2 separate regions of the Sus scrofa genome follow, and region 1 is linked to region 2. A link is a contact called in public Hi-C data. All regions are on one chromosome and are shown on one strand. The core of a region is the stretch at or near the end of the contact, and the rest is flanking DNA. Distances in the headings are between cores, read along the strand shown.

Evidence for each region. A called contact is a pair of places that touch in the nucleus more often than the background predicts.
Region 1: a Hi-C map of liver shows a contact between it and region 2, with 6 times the contacts expected there. The contact joins two enhancer-like sites. A contact is called at or near these places in 4 of 47 Hi-C or Micro-C datasets (liver and skeletal muscle).

Annotation. Positions count from the first base shown.
Region 1 is chr15:19,326,853-19,330,280 of Sscrofa11.1, forward strand. All of the region lies in intron 10 of NCKAP5 (nck-associated protein 5), which reads left to right. Among named protein-coding and RNA genes, the nearest start is that of LYPD1, 190 kb to the right of the region's middle. Within about 2 kb of position 1,444, at least 2 of the 83 cell types and tissues checked have an H3K27ac peak or open chromatin away from gene starts, as enhancers often do. A contact at or near this core is called in liver, where this site is marked.
Region 2 is chr15:19,164,787-19,168,607 of Sscrofa11.1, forward strand. The region is part of intron 6 of NCKAP5 (nck-associated protein 5); the gene reads left to right. Among named protein-coding and RNA genes, the nearest start is that of LYPD1, 360 kb to the right of the region's middle. Within about 2 kb of position 1,990, at least 1 of the 83 cell types and tissues checked has an H3K27ac peak or open chromatin away from gene starts, as enhancers often do. A contact at or near this core is called in liver, where this site is marked.

The DNA of each region.
Region 1 (3,428 bases), core at 194-2,693, 160 kb after region 2:
GACGGGCATAAGTGATATTTTCCAAAATAAGGGCAGTGAATCTAATAACCTATTAACATGATCAAATCATTTTCCCTGGAACCATGTTTCTGCCAAGAAGTAATAGAGTCAAAATATTCTATCTCAACCTTCAAAATCATGCAATCTACCTGCCTTGTTATCTAATGCTTGGATTGATTCACGCCTGGTGCAAGGTCACACAGTCTGTGTAGAACAGAGAGGACCCAGGAGTCCTGATTCCCAGTACTCTGCCTTTTCCACTGTGCCATGCATAACATGTTTGAATTTTACCTGAATTAACGAAGAGGAAGTGCTGTCAGCCTAATGGGCAGCTTTGGGAAGTGGTTTTAGATGAAGTGGGCTGACTAGAAACCCCTAACTCCAAGGAGGCATGATGGAGGAGACCGGAGAGGGGGAAGGGAGGAGAAATTACTGTGTGGAGGAGCAGAAAGATGACAAATACTAAGCTTCAAGCTGTCTTGGTTTTAAGTCCCAATACCACCAGTTTGCTTGGTTGGGTGATAATGGGCAGGTTCTTGAAATTCCTCGAACCTTAATTTCCATCAGAACAAATAAAGTAATGAAAGGTGTCTAAAATGCCTGGTACCCTGACTGTCACATAAAGAAGCTGAGCAGATGCTGTGCTTCTTTACTGTCTCTTGCTATGATGTAAGTGACCTGCATCTGGGTGGCAGGGAAACAGAGAGGGTACCAAAAGTGATTTGTTTGTTCAGCAAGAATATTTTTGAGAAACTGATCAGAGGGAAGGAGGTTTTAGGCCCCAAACTTACTGTATTAAATCTATTTCTCTTCACTATTAACTTTTTTGATTGTTTTGCAGTTTTCCTGGGATTTGTATTTCTGGGGATTGTCTGCAGATATTTAGCTCTAAGTAGATCCTTACAGGCTTTTAGTTCAGTGACTCAGAGTGAATGTTTAAGCAAGAATGCGTATGAGGTGTTATGGCATTGGATGCAATGGAAATATTCAGAATTAAGCTGTCTATCTCATCTGCTGGCTAACTTTAAAGGGAAAGAGGGTAGTGGCTGGATCATAGAATCTTTGAGATTCTGAGCAAGGCAATAGGTTTTCTCCACACATACAGAGAAAAATTTTCTTATAACCTCAAGATGTGCAGGGACCATGTGAAGCCTATTACATCCTTAAATAAGAAATGAATCCTAAGTTAAGATTGAATCCTTGATGATGGCCTGCATCATAACCTACCTTCTACCTTTATTTATTCATTTCATGTTGGACACTTTCTATTTTGTATTCCTCTTAACTTCGGAGTGTTTTGAAACCCTTCTCAAGTATGTTAGACCCCTAAATGTCCACCTTTAAAAATTCAAAGCACAAGTCCCCCAAAAGAGATAATTGTTTTCAGTTTTCCCTTTTGGTGATTGCATTCCTTTCCTGCATGGGTAAATATTGAATGGGAGGGGATAATAGATAAAGGATCATGTCATAGGAATCATATTGCACAATAGGTCTATTTCAAGGCATTTCTAATGTGAAGAAAATCGGAATTTCAAAACCAAATGTGCTGTGCATTTTCTGATAAGTGAGGCATACAGATGTTTTCCAACAAGCCTTGCTCATATTTCATTGTTAGTTTTGATGTTATTCAAGGCAAGCACTGAGATCCTTGAATTAATGTACAGATCTCATAATAATATGAGTGCAAAATGCATTACCATTGATGTTGTAGCAGAATTTGCCATAAAAATGGGGAGAGCCAAAATGAAAGAGATAATCCGCAAGCTGACGCCTCTGATGCAAAATTATCTTCTCATTACAATGGTATGTCCATTACAAAAGAAAGGAAAAATAACTCACCGCATTAATTCCACATCAAAATGGAACATTTGGGGTGTTCCATATGCCCTTTGTACAGCTGGGTGGATTACCACTATTGATTGTTCACTAAGCTTCCAGAATGTTTATTTTAGTCCTAAGCTAAATTCTGCTTCTGTTTTCTGACCAGATTTTGAAACTCTGTTAAGATCCACATAGCAGTGTTCATTTGTGACTCCTCAAAGCAGTTTTCTGGTATATCTTAGTCCTTACCCTAGTTAAGTGGAGCCGTTAAACCCATTCCACCAGTGGCTATGACCTATTTCTAAAGAATATTTACTGTATCTATTCATCCACCCCAGAAAATTCCCTTGTTCCCTTTCCCAGTCCATTACCCAGAACCTCCAGCCCCAGGCCACTGCTGATCTGTTTTCTGTCACTATGGATTAGTTTTGCCTTTTTAAGAGTTTAATATGAGTGGAACCATATGATGTATACACTTTTGTGTCTGGCTTATTTTATTTAGCCTGTGTTTGATATTCATCCGTGTAGTTTTTTGTATCAGAAGCTCTTCAATGAGGACATGATTTTTTTTTTTTATTTGTGATGAGACGTGTCATAAGTACTTCCTCAAACATTTGTGGGAATGTTTAGTAAGTTAATGACCAGCTTTTTGGTAGTAGATGTATTGGGTGTCAGTTAATAGTTAAAAATGTTCCCAGGACTTGTGCAGTGTTGCCAAAAGGGAAGCTATGTATATATCTTGAGCTAGATTCTAAGGAAAATAGATAAGTACATGAAAAAGCTAGAACAAGAATTTTGGAGTTAAATACATCCAGATTTCAATTCAGTCTTTACTATTCATTAATATTATGACCTCGGGCAAGTAATTTCATCACTAAAGTTCTGAAATCTCCTCTATGAAAGAACAAAAACCCAATATTTACCTCTTGGTTATAATGTGTGTATGTTTTAAAGTGAATTACCCTATGTAAAGCATGTAGTACAATGCATTAAACTGCACATAATAGCTATTTAATTATATCACTTCTGTATTATTTTTTGCCCCATTGTTTTACACATCCTTGCTTCTCTCACAGTGTTTAATGCACTTTGGGGGACTAATAACTTTCCATTGGCTTTCACTCTCAAGAGTTTTGATAATTACCTTCAGCCACTTTGGATACACTTGTTTATTGTTACCGTATAAATATGGCCCATTTCCTACTTTTGAAATAGGAAACCAACTGTACTGGCATGGCGTGAAAATTTGCACAGTTTATACACGATCATAAAATACTACCTAAAGCATTCCATAGAATACAAAAGTGGATGAAGGCTGCGTGTAGAAGCATGTACAATCTGTCAGAGGGGAACAGTTAAGCCACCATTATTCTTCTTTTGTTAGAAATTGTAATGATCATTCTAGAAGCCAATCCAATTCTGCCACTTTCTGAGTGTTACAATGTGTGACTTTAGACAAGTCACTTAAATGCTTTAGGTCTTAGCAGGCAAAATAAGAGCTTTTTCAAGGAGCCAGGAGTCCTTTCTATTCTATTTGGGTTTGTGCTGAGAAAAGGGGATCCTGTCAGGGGTCCAGGTAGGGAAGAAACTCACTGAATGCTGAGTCA
Region 2 (3,821 bases), core at 740-3,239:
TGTTTTTCCAAATGTGTTGTTTAGTAGATTTGCCACCACACCCCAATAAATTGTGTCTACACTAAGTTAATAAAGTAGCACAGGGAATTCATTTCACCCCATTAAAGCCAAGCCTATACCTTAGTCTGAATTAGTAAGCTTCCACTGTAATTATAAGTGATGATCTGAACGCAGTTCTTTTGCAAGTGTTCTCCTACAAACTTTCAAAATTTCATTTATAAAACAACTTGTAAATATATCCTTAAGATATGAATTAGGCTGTATATCTCTGGATTCATCATGTTTAATTTTTCTAATCCAACTATTATTGGACTTTTTCTTCTCTATGCATTTTTATTACCTCTTCTCTCCTGAGCATTTGAACTTTACCATTGGAGGATCAGTAGCAAAGATTGCCACAATAATAATTAATATGTACAACTGACACTTTCACAACACCATCTCATTTGATCCTCATATGAACCTTTCCAAATAGGAAGGGCAGAAAGTACAACCTCACTTTACAGATGAAGAATCTGAGTTCCACAGAGGCAGCTGACTTTATGAGTGTCATACAGTGTCAGGGCACAGTGGACATGGTCTTTTGATTCCAAGTCCTATAGTCGTGCAGGGGTAGTATTAATTATATTCTGCCGTAGTAGTTCTCATATTTGGATATGCCTTAGACTCATCTGGAGAATTTTAAAAATTTGTGATGTCCTAGTTCCATCTGGGGGATTCTGACTTCATTGATCTAGGGTATGGACTGGGCATGAGAATTTTTTCAATCTCTGCTGATCAATTCTAACATGCAGTCTGGGTTGCAAACCACTGCACTACAAAGCTTTGGATTCAGCTGTTATGTTTTTCCTTTTGTGCTCATCATGGTAACAGTTCTTCCAGCCAAAGTCTTGTTTTCAGTAGCCTACCACCATCTTTCCCTCAAAGTAGCCATTCTGCTGCCTCATGTTCAGGAAACACATTGAGCTTCTGGGGAAGGTCGGAGTTGAGTTGGCCCTTGAAAGACATTAAAATTCAGATAAATGGAAATGTCCTTTTGTTCTTTAGGTACTCTATGCATACCCGCATAAACAGAAGATTATAGGGTATTCTGGTGGGGTACAACAGAGGATTATAGGTGTTCTGGTGAGGTGCAGGAGAGGATTATGGGTATTCTGGTGAGATGCAGCAGAGGATTATGGGAAGTCTGATTAGGTGTAGCAGAGGATTATGGGTAAGCTTTGAGTTTTTAGAGACCTGCAGTTTGGGTTCAGATCCTGACTGAGTCAATCACAAGCCACCTAATATTTGAGGATTTACTAAGTCTCTCAGAGCCCTGGAGACCTTGCTCCCAGCCATATTCAGTCCATGGGTTGGTAGTGAGCACATTGATGAGGAGGCAATGGGGGATCAGAAGGCTGGTCAAGACTTTGGGAGACCATGAGGACATGGAGAGGTGGGCAGGTCAGTGAGTTGCTCAGGAAAATGATTAGAGCACAGGGTGGAACATGTTCAGAGACCACAGACTAGATGGAATGAGAACTAGTGGACATGTCTGAGCAGACAGAAGTACTGATGAAAACCCTGCTGAAAGGAAGGTGTTGCTGGAAATGGAAAATTATTTCACTTGCAAAATTTGGAAGGACCCATGGACACAAAGAAAAAAAAGACGCAATTCTAAACTCACCCTAATTAGTGTTGTCTGTTAAGTGAGCTTGAGTCCTATTTTCCCTTTTTAAAGTTTTAAGGATTAGCAAGTTTCAAGAGAGTTACCAAACTAAGACTTTGTCTTTGACATAATGCAAGGCAGGGCCTTGAAGGACAATGAAAACTTGACAGAGAATATGGGGAGCCAGGTCCCAGGACTGATCCTCACAGTGAATTCCTCAAACCCCTCTTAGCCCCAAAGTTAAAGCCTTCCACTTGGAGCTGAGTTTCCATACTTGTCTGAACCATAATTAGTTCTGACTCTTTTGCCAACATCTGGGATCATTCTTGTTACACAAAGCCAACTGTGCTTGATGGACTTTGAGAAAACTGGCAGCATCCCTACTGTGTAGCAAGAGTTACAGCCAGTTTACTTCAGGGCTAAGGTTTTTAGTGATTTTTAGCAAAAGTAAATAAAGGAATCATCTTGTATCTTAGAAATCAGGGCTTCTTGGAAGAGGTTGGGTCACCTTGTATTTTATCAAGATAGCCAAGAGTGTAGGTCATGGCTACCAGCTGTTTTTTATTTTTGTTTTGTTTTGTTTTTTTGGCTCCCCCTTTTCCTTCCCCCACTTCCCCATGTGGAAGTTCTCAGATCAGGGGTAAAATCCGAGTCAGAGCTGCAACCTATGGCTGTAGCAACACTAGATCTTAACCCAATGAGCCAGGCCAGGGATTGAACAAGCACAACCACAGAGACAAGCCGGATGATTAACCCACTGCACCATAGCAGGAAGAGCTACCAGCAGTTTGTTGTGATATTGCTGTCTTCTAGGTAGCCAGCCCCAATTATCCATGTTGTTCTGAGGAAGGAGTTGCAGTGTGACACTTTAAGGTCAAATGCTATGTGCTGATTAATAAGATAGCTAGCAAGTCTCAGGTGCTCAGAAGGAGGAGAATTAGCTCCAATACCCAGCCACCTCATTTTGCACATGAGGAAACAATGTCACAGATAACCAAGGGGCTTTACCAAGGCTGGGCTGCCCTTGAGTGGCATACCTGGGACAAGAAATCAGCTCAGTTGCCTCCCTCCCAGTGGCAACAGAAAGTTCCTGAACACTGAGATGACCCTGGATGGGACCTAGAAAACTCTTTGTTGGGTTAAGGTGGCAGACGTCTGGGAGAGCCTTTTGTCTCAGGAACAACTTGGGTAGTTCATTCATTCTTTAAATGTACAGAGATTTTGCTTGAAGAAAATAAGTTTTTGATGTGCAGTTATTATTGCTTCTCATATATATGTATATATTCTGACTTTTCATATATGAGTGAGTGTGTGTATGTGTGTATGTATTTGACCTTCCTAATTGTCTCTTAAGATCATGCTTATTTCTTGCTACTTTATCTGAATTTCCTTCCTTCTCTTACCCAGATGAATCATCTGGCAGGGTTATAGGTGTCTTCACCAACTAGCTCTTTGTCTGTATACACCCACTGTGGCTATGAAAGGCTTGTCAGGATGTACATCCCACTCAATGCCAAAGAAGCACCTCAAGTGATAGCTTTCTGCTGCGTTCAGGGGTTAGGGATAAAAATAAGAGTTTTAATGTCAAAAAAACACACCAGGACAATATTGCTGGGAAATTTCTTCTGTCAAATCCTCAAACAGTTGGGCCCTCTGCTGTGCATTGAGTTTTGCCTGACTAGAGAAAATGGGTATTATGTAAATTGTACTAGAAAAAAGATGTAATATTCTTGCTTTATCCTTAAGTTCCATTTAGGTGCAAATAAGCAAAGCTTCTCTCTGTTCTAACATGAGCCCCCAAGAGAATTAGCTAGATAATCCATCTCTGACTTTCAAAAGTACAACTAATGCACTTCATTAGAGCTTTTCTTTTAGGTAACTCAGGAAGGAGGAAGGTGGGAGGAATTGAGTATCTTGATTAGGAGTGTGTCTGTGAGTCTCCAGAAATTCCCAGGGCATTTTAGGATAGACCCTTCATTATAATGGCTTAAAAGTTGATGGATTTCTGTGTGAGATGCATGTGGTAGGAGTGTCCCTTAAAGAATAAACACTCAAAATCTCATTTTTTTGGCGTGGAAATCAGTGTAACAGTGCTTTTACCTTTCATGTAAAGAGCCTATCAGTCCGTTGCTTTGTTTCTGATAGCAAAATACTTGCCTAAAAATGGTTTTCT